Linked DNA regions of Mus musculus: region 1 is linked to region 2. Evidence: chromatin contacts called from public promoter capture Hi-C data. All regions are on one chromosome and are shown on one strand. Each heading gives the region's core, a stretch centred on a gene start, on an enhancer-like site or on the middle of the called end of the contact. The rest is flanking DNA. Distances are from core to core; before and after follow the strand shown. Region 1 holds the start of Zfp641 (zinc finger protein 641). Region 2 holds the start of H1f7 (H1.7 linker histone).

The links. Promoter capture Hi-C pulls out the DNA fragments that hold promoters and counts their contacts.
Region 1: a promoter capture Hi-C map of macrophages shows a contact between it and region 2, with 6 read pairs. The contact joins the promoter of Zfp641 here to the promoter of H1f7 in region 2. A contact is called at or near these places in 3 of 39 promoter capture datasets (cranial neural crest, liver and macrophages), 1 of 484 Hi-C or Micro-C datasets (olfactory sensory neurons), 3 of 115 datasets of contacts at active chromatin or transcription factors (T-cell acute lymphoblastic leukemia, double positive thymocytes and embryonic stem cells) and 4 of 9 other capture datasets (adipose tissue, liver, macrophages and 1 more).

What each region holds. Positions count from the first base shown.
Region 1 is chr15:98,293,820-98,299,454 of GRCm38.p6, reverse strand. Zfp641 (zinc finger protein 641) reads left to right here and starts at 3,294. Exons shown (of 6, transcript NM_173769.4): 1 at 3,294-3,400; 2 at 5,627-5,635.
Region 2 is chr15:98,254,904-98,260,485 of GRCm38.p6, reverse strand. It overlaps H1f7 (H1.7 linker histone), which reads left to right and starts at 3,179. Exons shown (of 1, transcript NM_027304.2): 1 at 3,179-4,504. The coding sequence starts at 3,220. The coding sequence ends at 4,416.

The sequences.
Region 1 (5,635 bases), core at 2,045-4,544, 39 kb before region 2:
CCAAACTAACTAAAAGACAGAGACACAGTATCAATATTAACAAAAATCAGAAATGAAAAAGGAGACATAAAAACAGACAAGAAAATTCAAAGAATCATTAGGTCTTACTTCAAAAGCCTATACGCCACAGAATTGGAAAATCTAAACAAAATGGATGATTTTCTAAATAGATACCACTTACCAAAATTAAATCAAGATCAGGTAAACTATTTAAACATCCCTATAATCACCAAAGAAATAGAAGCAGTCATTAAAAGTCTCCCACTCCCCCCCCAAAAAAAACCCACAAAAACCAAAAGCAAAAACAAGAAACAAACAAACCAGGGCCAGACAGTTTTAGTGCAGAATTCTATCAGACTTTCAAAGAAGAGCTAACACCAATGCTCCTCACAAAATAGAAACAGAGGAAACACTGCCAAACTCATTCTATGAGGCCACAGTCACCCTGTTACCTAAACCATGTGAAGACTCAACAAAGAAAAAGAATTTCAGACCAATTTCTCTTATGAACACTGATATGAAAATACTCGATAAAATACTGGCAAACTGAATCCAGGCACACATCAAAAATATCATCCACCATAGTCAAAGAGGCTTTATCCCAGGGATGCAAGGATAGTTCAATATACAAAAATCCATCAATGTAATCCTATGTAAACAAACTAAAAGAAAAAAAATCACATGATCATCTCATTAGATGCTGTAAAAGCCTCTGACAAACACCAACACCCCTTCATGTTAAAAGTCTTGTAGAGATCAGGGATACAAGACACACACACATAAACACAATAAAGACAATATACAGCAAACCAATAGCCACCATTAAATTAAATGGAGAGGACTTAAAGCAATTGCACTGAAATCAGTGACAAGGCTGTCCACTGTCTCCCTACCTCTTCAATGTAGTCTTTGAAGTCCTAGCTAGAGCAATAAGACAACTAAAGGAGATCACGGGGATACAAATTGGAAACAAAGAAGTCAAAGTATCAGTATTCACAGATGATATGATAGTATACATAAGTGACCCCCCAAACTCTACCAGAGAACTCCTACAGCTGATAAATACCTGTAGAATTATGGAAGTATATGGAAGTGACCCTAGCTGAGATTTCTACTAGAGGGGGATATGGAAATTGAAGTGGCCACCTCCTGTAGCCAGCAGGACTTCCAGAGGAGGAGGGGGACATCAATCCACCCACAAAACCTTCGACCCAAAATTTATCCTGCCTACAAAATGTGCAGGGATAAAGATGGAGTAGAGACTGAGGGATCAGTCAGCCAATGACTGTCTCAACTTGAAACACAACCCATGTGAGAGCGCCAACCCCTGACACTTTTAACGATACTCTGCTACACTTGCAGACTGGACTCTCGCCTAACTGTCTCCTGAGAGGCTTCCTCCAGCAACAGATAGAGACAGGTGCAGAGACCCACAGCCAAACATCAGGCAAAGCCCGGGGAATTTTGTGGAAGAGTGGGGGATAGAAGTGAGCAACTTGGAGAGGTCAAGGGCACCACAAGAAAATCCACTGAGTCATCTAGCCTGGAACAATGGGGGGACCACAGAGCCTGGGCCACCAACCAGAGAACATGCAGGAGCTGGACCTAAATCCCCTACACATTTGTAACAAATGTGCAGCTTGGTCTTCATATGAGTCCCCAGGCAAGTGGTGTGGGGGCTGTCTTGGTTTCTGTTCCCTGCCATTGGATTCCCTTCCCCTCTACTTGGACTGCCTGGTTGGGCCTCAGTGGGAGAGAAAGTCCTCCTGGGACTAGGTAGATGTCTCAGGGTAGGGTGGTACCCAAGGGGTGTCCTTCTTTGAGAAGAGGAGGGGGCATTGGAGAGATTGTAAGGGTGGGACTGGGAAGAGAGGAGAGGTGAGGGGGGCCATGATCAGGATGTAAGATGAATTTTAAAAATAAAAAGAAAGAAAGAAAGAAAGAAAAGCCAAGAAAAATATTTACTTTGCATGCGTATAACAAACTCTAAAGATTACTCAGGAGAAAAATTTTGGAGAGCACTTATCCACATTAGAGAAGTTAACAGTAATTGTTTTCTAATAAAAGTCACTTTTATTGTCGCTATAAATAAATAAATAAATAAATAAATAAATAAATAAATAAAGTATTTTCAGAATTGATCCCTAATGCTGCTGACAGGTCAGCCACAGCTCTCTTCCCTCTTACTCATGAACAAGACTATTCTAAGGCCACTTGAGACAGTGGAGACACTAGGTAAAAGATGCCTGGCCCTTTCATAAAAACCAAGAGCAGAGATCCTGCTCCCACTGGCTTTCACACCATTCACCCACAACATGCCGTGAATGGTATGAAAAAGTCTATACTAGAGTCACGACACTGATATGTTGTTGGATTACACTGATAACCCCATGTCTCCTGCTTAAGCAAGAATTTCCAAGCCTGGTGCTGGGGCTGAGGATAGACATTCTGGTCCAACCATGCTCACACATCCCACGAGCTGCTCCTAAGAACGCCCTCTATACCTGTTGCCAACTGCAGGTCTCCTTTCATATATATATATATCTTTCTTATCCCATCGTTCCCGCTCCTTTGCTTATTTCTGTGAGTCTCTGACATCCCTGCTAAACGCAATCTCTTCTCTTTGCTTCTATCCTAGTTCGGAGTAGATTTTTAAAAGAAATACGTATCACATAGTTTATGGCAGACAGCCTTTGGCACATGTCTCCACTGATAGGCTGTACGATTTTGCAGAATGACTGTGATAAAACAAACGTTAACGTTTACAAGCTAGGTTCTTTCTACCATTATCTGTTTTGTAGGTCTTTCTGGTCTTTTCCAGCCAACAGAAATCAATCTGTCGCAAGTCACATTTGTAATATGTAAAACTAACACACTTAACCTAATGTAGCTTCGATATTACGTTTTTAAATATCAAGTCGTCTAAATGTGCAGTGCACACTTGTAGCCCATGTCTCTTCAGGTCTGAAGGCAATGCAGCAAGCATCACTGCCCACTTCACACAGCACCATCTTGTTGGAGCCAACGTGAAGGAAGGCATCATTAGAAGTCCACTGTCCAGTCGGGTTTGGCAGTCTGTCTGTCTGGAGGGTTAGTCCTAGGGGAGGGTTCCAACCCTCTTGAACTCCCACCCCCGCCCCCACCCTACCGCCAGGCGCCGTGGGAGGTCGCAGGCGGTGGGCGGGGCCCCGGGAGCAGCAAAGCCCGTGGGCTGTGGCGACAGGAGTGTGGGTCCAGCGGTCCTCTCCACCCGTGCCCGCCCCCGCCCGCACCACGGAGCCCCGGAAGCGGCGGGATTTCCTGTGCCCGCCCCGCGCCGGCCCTGTCGCTTGTCGCTTGCTGTGCGGGCCGCGGGCTCGGCCGCGCCGGGCGGGAGGTAACGCCAAGGGGCCGAGCCGGGGTGAGTGAGGCTGGGGTGCGGGCGGGCGTGGAGGAGGGCACCAGCCTGGCCGTGGGAACAGTGGCGTCGGTGTCGCATGCCTGGTCCCGCCGCTGTCACTTGCGTGGGCGTCCCCGCAGCACCTTTCTGTCACTTGGTATAGCCCCTGCTCGCGGGAACCTGTTTTCTAGTCCCACTTAGCCAGTTCCCGAGTCTTCTGAAATCTGACCCTCCCGGGGGTGCTGAGTCTGACTCAGAAGAAACCTTATTCTGCTGTGGGCTCGGGGCCCAAGGTGCCACACCCGCGATGGCAGGGCCACTGAGCCACTCTTCGTCCCTGTGCCCTTGGGCCACTCTTTGATACTAAGGCCCTGTCTCTGTCCAAAAGAACTCGCTGAGAAAAAAAAAAAAAAAAAAACTTCAGCAGGTGCCCTGCCTCCCAGATACATAACCAGGCAAAAGAAATGAAAGCCCAAGAACCCAGGCTCCAGCAGACTTGGGATCATCCTGAACTAGGGACAAGGAAAGATAGAAGACAGGTTAAGGTGGGAGCCCAGGTGCTGGCCCTGCCAGGAGCACCCTAGGAAATGCAGGCAGGTGACAGTGATCCATGCCATCCTTTGCTCCCGGTTCCCCCTAACATTTCCACAGGTTTTCTGTCATCCAGCTGGCCCAGTGCGCTCTGCAGAATCAGGCCAGGGTGTATCCCTGAGGCCCCAAAGCCATCTTTGAGCTTCAATGATGGAAGAGGAATTTGTTCTTTCTGTACATTGTAACTGGCCTGGGGTCTGCTGTAGCCTTTCCCAGCCTCCTGGGTTCCTGCAGATGTTACTGGATGATCCTGTGAGCTAAAATAGCCCTGGGATTCTGTATATGAGTACCCTGTCACTGTCTTCAGGCACACCAGAAGAGGGCATCGGACTCCATTACAGACGGTTGAGCCACCATGTGGTTGCTGGGAATTGAACTCAGGACCTCTGGAAGAGCAGTCAGTGCTCTTAACCATTGTGCCATCTCTCCAGCCTGCCCCTGAAATTCTGACTTGTTCTAGGGAGATTATTGGTCGCTCCGTCTACATAGAAAGGGAATAAAAATGACAGACATGGATTGCCACGCAGTAAGTTGTTCCACAGTCATTATCAAATGGGACCTGTCTTGCTCTAGGATTGTTGTGGACTCTAGAAAACAAACAGAAACGAACAAATACTAGCCTAAGTCTTTCCTGTGATCAAAACCATTTATTCTGTTTGATACATAGACATATTTACAGGTGGCCTGACTGGCCGACCCTCTGTTGCTTATCAAGCCCAAACTATGTCTGTTGGTTTAGCTTTTCCAGAGGCTGGGTTTCCTGCCCTTTTCTTGATTCGAATCTCTTCCTGTGAACAAACACTGGCTTCCCCATACCGTTCTTGAAGTTGGATATATTCTTTGTAAGGCACTGTGACCGGTGCCTGTCACACACTTCAGCCCACAGGGATGCTTATTCCCTGTCACACTGTATGAGTGACGCCACCTTCCAGCTTCCCAGGGTCTCTCCACATGCTGATCTTTCCATGATCTCCTTTAAACTTTGGCTCTGCACTGACCTGCAGTTCCAGCCCCCTGTCAAGGCTGCGTTGAGTGCTTACAGCTTGCTTTTATAGCTGTCTACTTTACGGGTCTTTCTGCTGGGTTTTTATCAGTTCTCATTTCCTACATAAGTGTGACAGATCATGGGTCCCTTCACTGAGACTTAAGGGAGGGCTATCTGGTTCAGCTCGAGAGAGACAGCAGGTACTCACAGGTCACCCCCTGCCCCGGGTGGGACTTCTACATCAGTTGGTGAAAATGTAATGTGAGGCATAGAATCTTCAGGTATAACAGCATCCATCTTTGTTGAGTGGATTCCTTCTTGTGTTCTCAACGACTTTGCTGCGCCTTGAGTGATTTTGATACAGTGGAAACCCTCTGGATCTTCAGGATTGGACTAATTGTGTTTTAAAGTGAAGTTTCTTGCAGTCCTGGGTGAAGGTCTGTTGATAGTGTGAGGCCTTCGAAATAACAGGGACTTGACTGTGTGGCGCCTGTCAGTTCCTGAGCTCCTCCTGGAAAGCTTGGCTCACACCATGTTTGGTAAGCTCATCTTCCATGGGGCTCCTTGGACCATTTCCTGTCCTTAGCCTTAAGAGCTGTTCTCTGAAGCTTCCTTGGGCATATCATCCTCATCCATGATAGAAGAGTGCATCACTTCCTGACTTGTTCCAGGTCACAGTG
Region 2 (5,582 bases), core at 1,930-4,429:
TGATACCAAGTGCTTTTTCTTAAAGATCACTCAAAGGAAAAAGAACGTAAAATACTCCTAAATCTGAATTGTCTTTATTCTAGTGTCAGTGTTTGTCTCCCTTCGCCCTCACCCCCCACCCTGGTTGCTGTGATAAAATACTCAGACAAAAGCAACTTTTGGGGGGAAAGGGTTTGTTCCGCCCACAGTTTTAGGAATATAGGGAAGCCTGGGGACAGAAGTTTAAAGCAGCTGGTCGCAGCAGGAAGGAAAAAAACAGAGAATGCCTGTTGTTCTTCACCAGCCTTCTCACTGCTATGGGCCAGGATCCCTGCTAGGCAATGGTGCTACCCACAGTGGGCAGTTCTTCACAACTCAATAAACACGACCAAAACAACATCTCATAGGCACACCTGGAGGACCCTCTCTCAGGCAAGCCTCGAATCTGCCAAGTTGACAATTTAACCATCACAGTGTAATACTGACTTCACGATCTGAGTTTGGTAATGTGACTTCTCTTGCTGTTTCGTGGAACAGTTTTAAAAGTATTGGTCTTCCTTAAAAGCCAGTCAGAATTCAGCAGTGAATCTGTTCTGTCTTGAGATTATTTTTTAAACTGAATTTATTTAAAAAAAAACTCATAGGTGCATAAAGTACATTCTGATGACTGTGACCCCCACCCTGGCTTCCCTCCCCCTCCCCACCCTGGTTCCCCTCCCCCACCTGGTTTCCCTCCCCTCCCTCCTCCCCCTCTTTCTAACCCCAGCCCCTGTATCCCCCACACTGGCTTCCTTCCTTTCCCTTCTTCCCTTTCCCCCCTCTCCTCTTCCTCCTCCTAATCCCAGACACAATCCCCTTTAAATATTCCTTCTGGTTCTTTTTCAGTGTTTCAATTTCCTTGTTTATTTTTCCTCCATATTTAAACTGTACTATTCCAAATTGCCATTTCCTTCCCTTTGGAAGTTGCCCTCTTCTAGGTTCTGAATTGCTTTCGACTGGCTTTTCTGCTTATGAGAGGCACTGATCTTATTTAAAGTGGAACTCCATTTTTTTTTCTCTAACATGCTATCTAGATGACTAAGATGTGGGGTTAGGGGTATGTTCTGGGTGGGGGGACTGCTGTTGTGTGTTCTTTGTTTTTCTTTGCTGCGATTTGTACATCTGTTGGAACTGGTCTGTCTGTCTTTTTTTTTTTTTTTTTTTTTTTTTTTTCGTTTTTGGTTTTTGGTTTTTGGAGACAGGGCTTCTCTGTATAGCCCTGGCTGTCCTGGAACTCACTTTGTAGACCAGGCTGGGCTGGAACTAAGAAATCTGCCTGCCTCTGCCTCCCAAGTGCTGGGATTAAAGGCATGCGCCACCACACTTGGCTTCTGGTCTGTCTTCTAATTGTAACTTTTACACATTCTTTTGGTTCTTTTGTTTTGTTTTTTATACTAGTCTTGCAAGATAATTGCCTTCACTAGGGACTGTTTTTCCTGCTGCAGTTTAGGAGGGAGATTGACAGTGACATTCCCACTAATTTCCCAGCATTCCCAGGTTCATCTTGCTATAGGAGACATTTGTGGACTCCATTCATGTGTCCATTAAGGTTCGGGGATAGTGGTGTTAGGGTGCTAGTTGGAAAAGGTAGAACTGTTGTTTCTTTGGAGCAGTATCTCATCCTGTAGGTCAAGCTCTCTTGAAACTGTCTATGTAGCCCAGGCTAGCCTCCAACTCATTGTGATCCTCAGCTACCTAGATTCTGGGATTACAGACATGAGCCACTATATCCAGCTAAGAAAGTGCAGTTGATAGATCAGAGAGAAGGATATCAGTATGCAAATAATGAAACAGGTAAGTAAAGGGGAAAGGAGGAAGAATGGAAGGTAGCTGAAAACCAACTAGAGATATGGAAATGTATTAGAGATTTCTGTTGGTGTAGAATAAAGAACACTCATGAAAGTCTTTGTGTGTGTGTGATCCAAAATTTGCAAATGATAGTGCAAATATAAACAAATTTCAAAAGAAATAAATGAACGAAAGAAAATTTAAGCAACCAAAATACATTCCCTCCTATGTTGGCTGCTCTGGGGGAGCTAAGGTATTGCTTGTTCTGAAAGGAAATAAGACTTGAGACCTGTGATTCATGTAATGTATGTCAAATAGCCCAAAGAGTTGTTTGTGAGCTTTGAAACCTGGGGCTGAGAACATAGCAGAACAGACCAGGACATGCCCGGGCAGGCCCATCGCCTCCCTATCTCCTACCCCTCTGACCTAAGTTAAATGTTACAGGCTGCTGATGTTTAAATGGACCAATCATGTGAAACCGCGCCAATTCCTCCCCCAGCCCCACTCCTTTTCTATAAAAACCCCTAGCTTCCAAGCCTCCTGGTCGAATCCACTGTCTCCTGTGTGTGTTTCGACCTGGAGTTCTGCCATTAAAATACCTCGTGTTGTTACATCAAGGTGTTGTGTTCTATTCATGATTCTTGGGTGGACGCCGAATCGGGAGCTGAGTGGGGCTTTCCCCATTAGGTTCTTTCAGTTCCTCCTCAGCCTTCTCTGGAAAAGAGCTTTCCCAGTCACTGCAGCTTGGGAGTCTACTGGCCACTTGAGGCTCCCTCTAGCTCCTTCACAGGCCTCTGACCCTTCTGAGCTTATCCTATTCAGACTAAAATTTGCTGAGAACGTTTTTTTGTTTTGTTTTTGTTTTTGTTTTTTGTTTTACAGCACAAATATGTCCAGAAACAAAAACAGCCAAGAAGAAGATAGAATAAAAGTGTTCTCTCGTTTTCCTTGGGGAAATTTTCACTTAAGAGTTGAGGGGGGGGGAGTTTGTTTTGGCTTATTTGTTTTTGCTTTGTTTTGGTTTCTGTGAGGGCTGAAGAAATAGTCTTCTTTGCAGTCATTCTATTTTGTATTTGTCTTGTATTCCCCTTAGCTTTCTTTCTAAATAGATCTTCCTTAATTTTTTTCAGGGTATACCCCTCCCAAATATTCACATTTTAGCAAGAGCTGGCCAGGAACAAAGCCATGGTTATGACGATTACACTGGCAATTATTACATACTTGCAGGTGTGAAGAGCTAGGATGTCACAGAGGTCAAAGGAGAGCAGAGGGCTGCATCTACCTTTCCACCAGGACGCAAGCCCAGGGCCTGGGGTGGGGGGCTTTGTGACATAGGCGCCCCAGAACTCCACACCCACTGAGGCCAGAGGCCAGATCAAAGCAGGTGGCCCCGCGGTGGGGGGAAGCGGGGCCATGGCTGAGGCTGTCCAGCCCAGTGGGGAATCCCAAGGCGCAGAACTTACGATCCAGATCCAGCAGCCTGCAGAGAGAGCCCTGAGAACGCCAGCCAAGCGGGGTACGCAGTCAGTGCTCAGAGTGTCCCAGCTGCTGCTCAGGGCCATTGCTGGCCACCAGCACCTGACTCTGGATGCGCTCAAGAAGGAGCTGGGAAACGCCGGCTACGAAGTGCGCCGGGAGATCTCCTCTCACCACGAGGGGAAGTCCACCAGGTTGGAGAAAGGCACGCTCCTGAGGGTCAGTGGCAGCGACGCTGCTGGCTACTTCAGGGTCTGGAAGATTTCAAAGCCGAGGGAAAAGGCGGGACAATCCCGGTTGACGCTGGGCAGCCACTCTTCTGGGAAGACCGTGCTCAAATCCCCCAGACCACTCAGGCCCCGCTCGCGTCGCAAGGCAGCCAAGAAGGCCAGAGAAGTCTGGAGACGCAAGGCCAGGGCTTTGAAGGCAAGGTCCAGGAGGGTCAGAACAAGGTCCACATCAGGGGCCAGATCAAGGACCAGGTCAAGAGCCTCTTCAAGGGCCACTTCAAGGGCCACATCAAGGGCCAGATCAAGAGCCCGGTCAAGGGCCCAGTCAAGTGCCAGATCAAGCGCCAGGTCAAGCGCCAAGTCAAGCGCCAAGTCAAGCACCAGGTCTAGCGCCAAGTCATGGGCCAGGTCAAAGGCTAGGTCAAGGGCAAGGTCTAGAGCTAAGGACCTAGTGCGTTCCAAAGCCCGGGAACAGGCTCAGGCCAGGGAACAGGCTCGTGCTAGAGCCAGGGAACAGGCTCATGCCAGAGCCAGGACACAAGACTGGGTCAGGGCCAAGGCACAGGAGTTTGTCAGTGCCAAAGAGCAGCAGTACGTCAGAGCCAAGGAGCAGGAGCGTGCCAAGGCCAGGGAACAGGTGCGTATCGGAGCCAGGGATGAAGCCAGGATCAAGGCAAAAGATTACAACAGAGTACGGCCTACAAAGGAAGACACCAGTCCTAGGCCAGCAGAGGAGAAGAGTTCAAACTCCAAACTCAGGGAAGAGAAGGGACAGGAACCCGAGAGGCCAGTAAAACAGACCATCCAGAAACCAGCTCTGGACAACGCTCCCAGCATACAAGGAAAAGCATGCACAAAGTCTTTTACCAAAAGTGGTCAGCCTGGGGACACTGAGTCTCCTTAATGCCAGAGCTGTTCCTCTGGGTACGGTTGCTTTTCCATATGGGCTCCAAGGAGATCATCTCTCTTTCATTGAAGCAATTTACAAGACCTTCCCGTGTCTATGTTTCTTCTTGCTCATCACTGGGAGGGGAAAGGTGACATGTTGAGGGGAGATCTATAGCTAAGGCTCAGGAGGTAAGAGCTGAGATTCCGCTAGTCCCACGGAACCCAGAGAAGTGCCTTCCTTTGGGGTGGGGCAGGGGAGAGGATTGTGGGAGGGAGTGACTGGGAGGGGGTCAGTGAGTGAGCATTAAAGTTTAAAAAAAAAAAAAAGGAAAAGAGTAGAGACAAGAAGAGGGAAATCAGAGTTACACAAGAATGCCCATCAGGGACACTGTCAAATCCTCAGTGCAATTTTTGAGAAGAGGGCAAAAGAAGAAAAAGAGTCTTTAAATGTCCTAGTGATTCAGACATGGTCTTAATATTAATTTTTGGGTAAAACTTGGTTCCAGAATTTGTAGCTTTTATCCTGAATTACAGTGTTTTAATCAAACGGGCGAACACACACACACACACACACACACACAACTTCTTGGGTGTGAAAGATATGAGTTCAATGAGCTTTGTGGAATCATCCAGCGTGGGGTGGGTGTGGCACAGTGTAAGTGTTCATGCACAAACGTTACATTTTATGTAGTACTTGATGGGGCACTGCTGGGGAGGAGAGAGGCACTGGGTGAGGGGGAGGGGCTTAGGAAAACCACGGTTACCACCACAGCTCTGTTCTTCTGACCCTAGCCATCCGCTAAGCATCTGTAAGATCTTGGATTGTTTCTCTGTAAGATTCTGGGGTTGTGCAGGGAATGCTTTAAGTGTCCGTAAAGTAGCTTTTATCTCCTGTCATAACTGTTGCCTCAAAGGCTAATTTTTACAGCCTGCTAATCTAGGCCTAGTCCTGGAAGCTTCTAGCTCTGTGCAATCTTATTTAGGCCTAGAAAGTTTTCAGCCTCTGGGACTCACTGCTGGATAAGCTCACCACTTCCTAGTTCTTCTTGATCTCTGACTGGCAGATTCAACTCAGCTGTTCTGGCTCAAACTCCTCTCCATGCTGACTGGTTCAAACTGGCTTCTCTCAGCTCCTCCTGAAGTGGTCTGCTTGGCCTCAAACTATCTCCATCAATCTGTTCA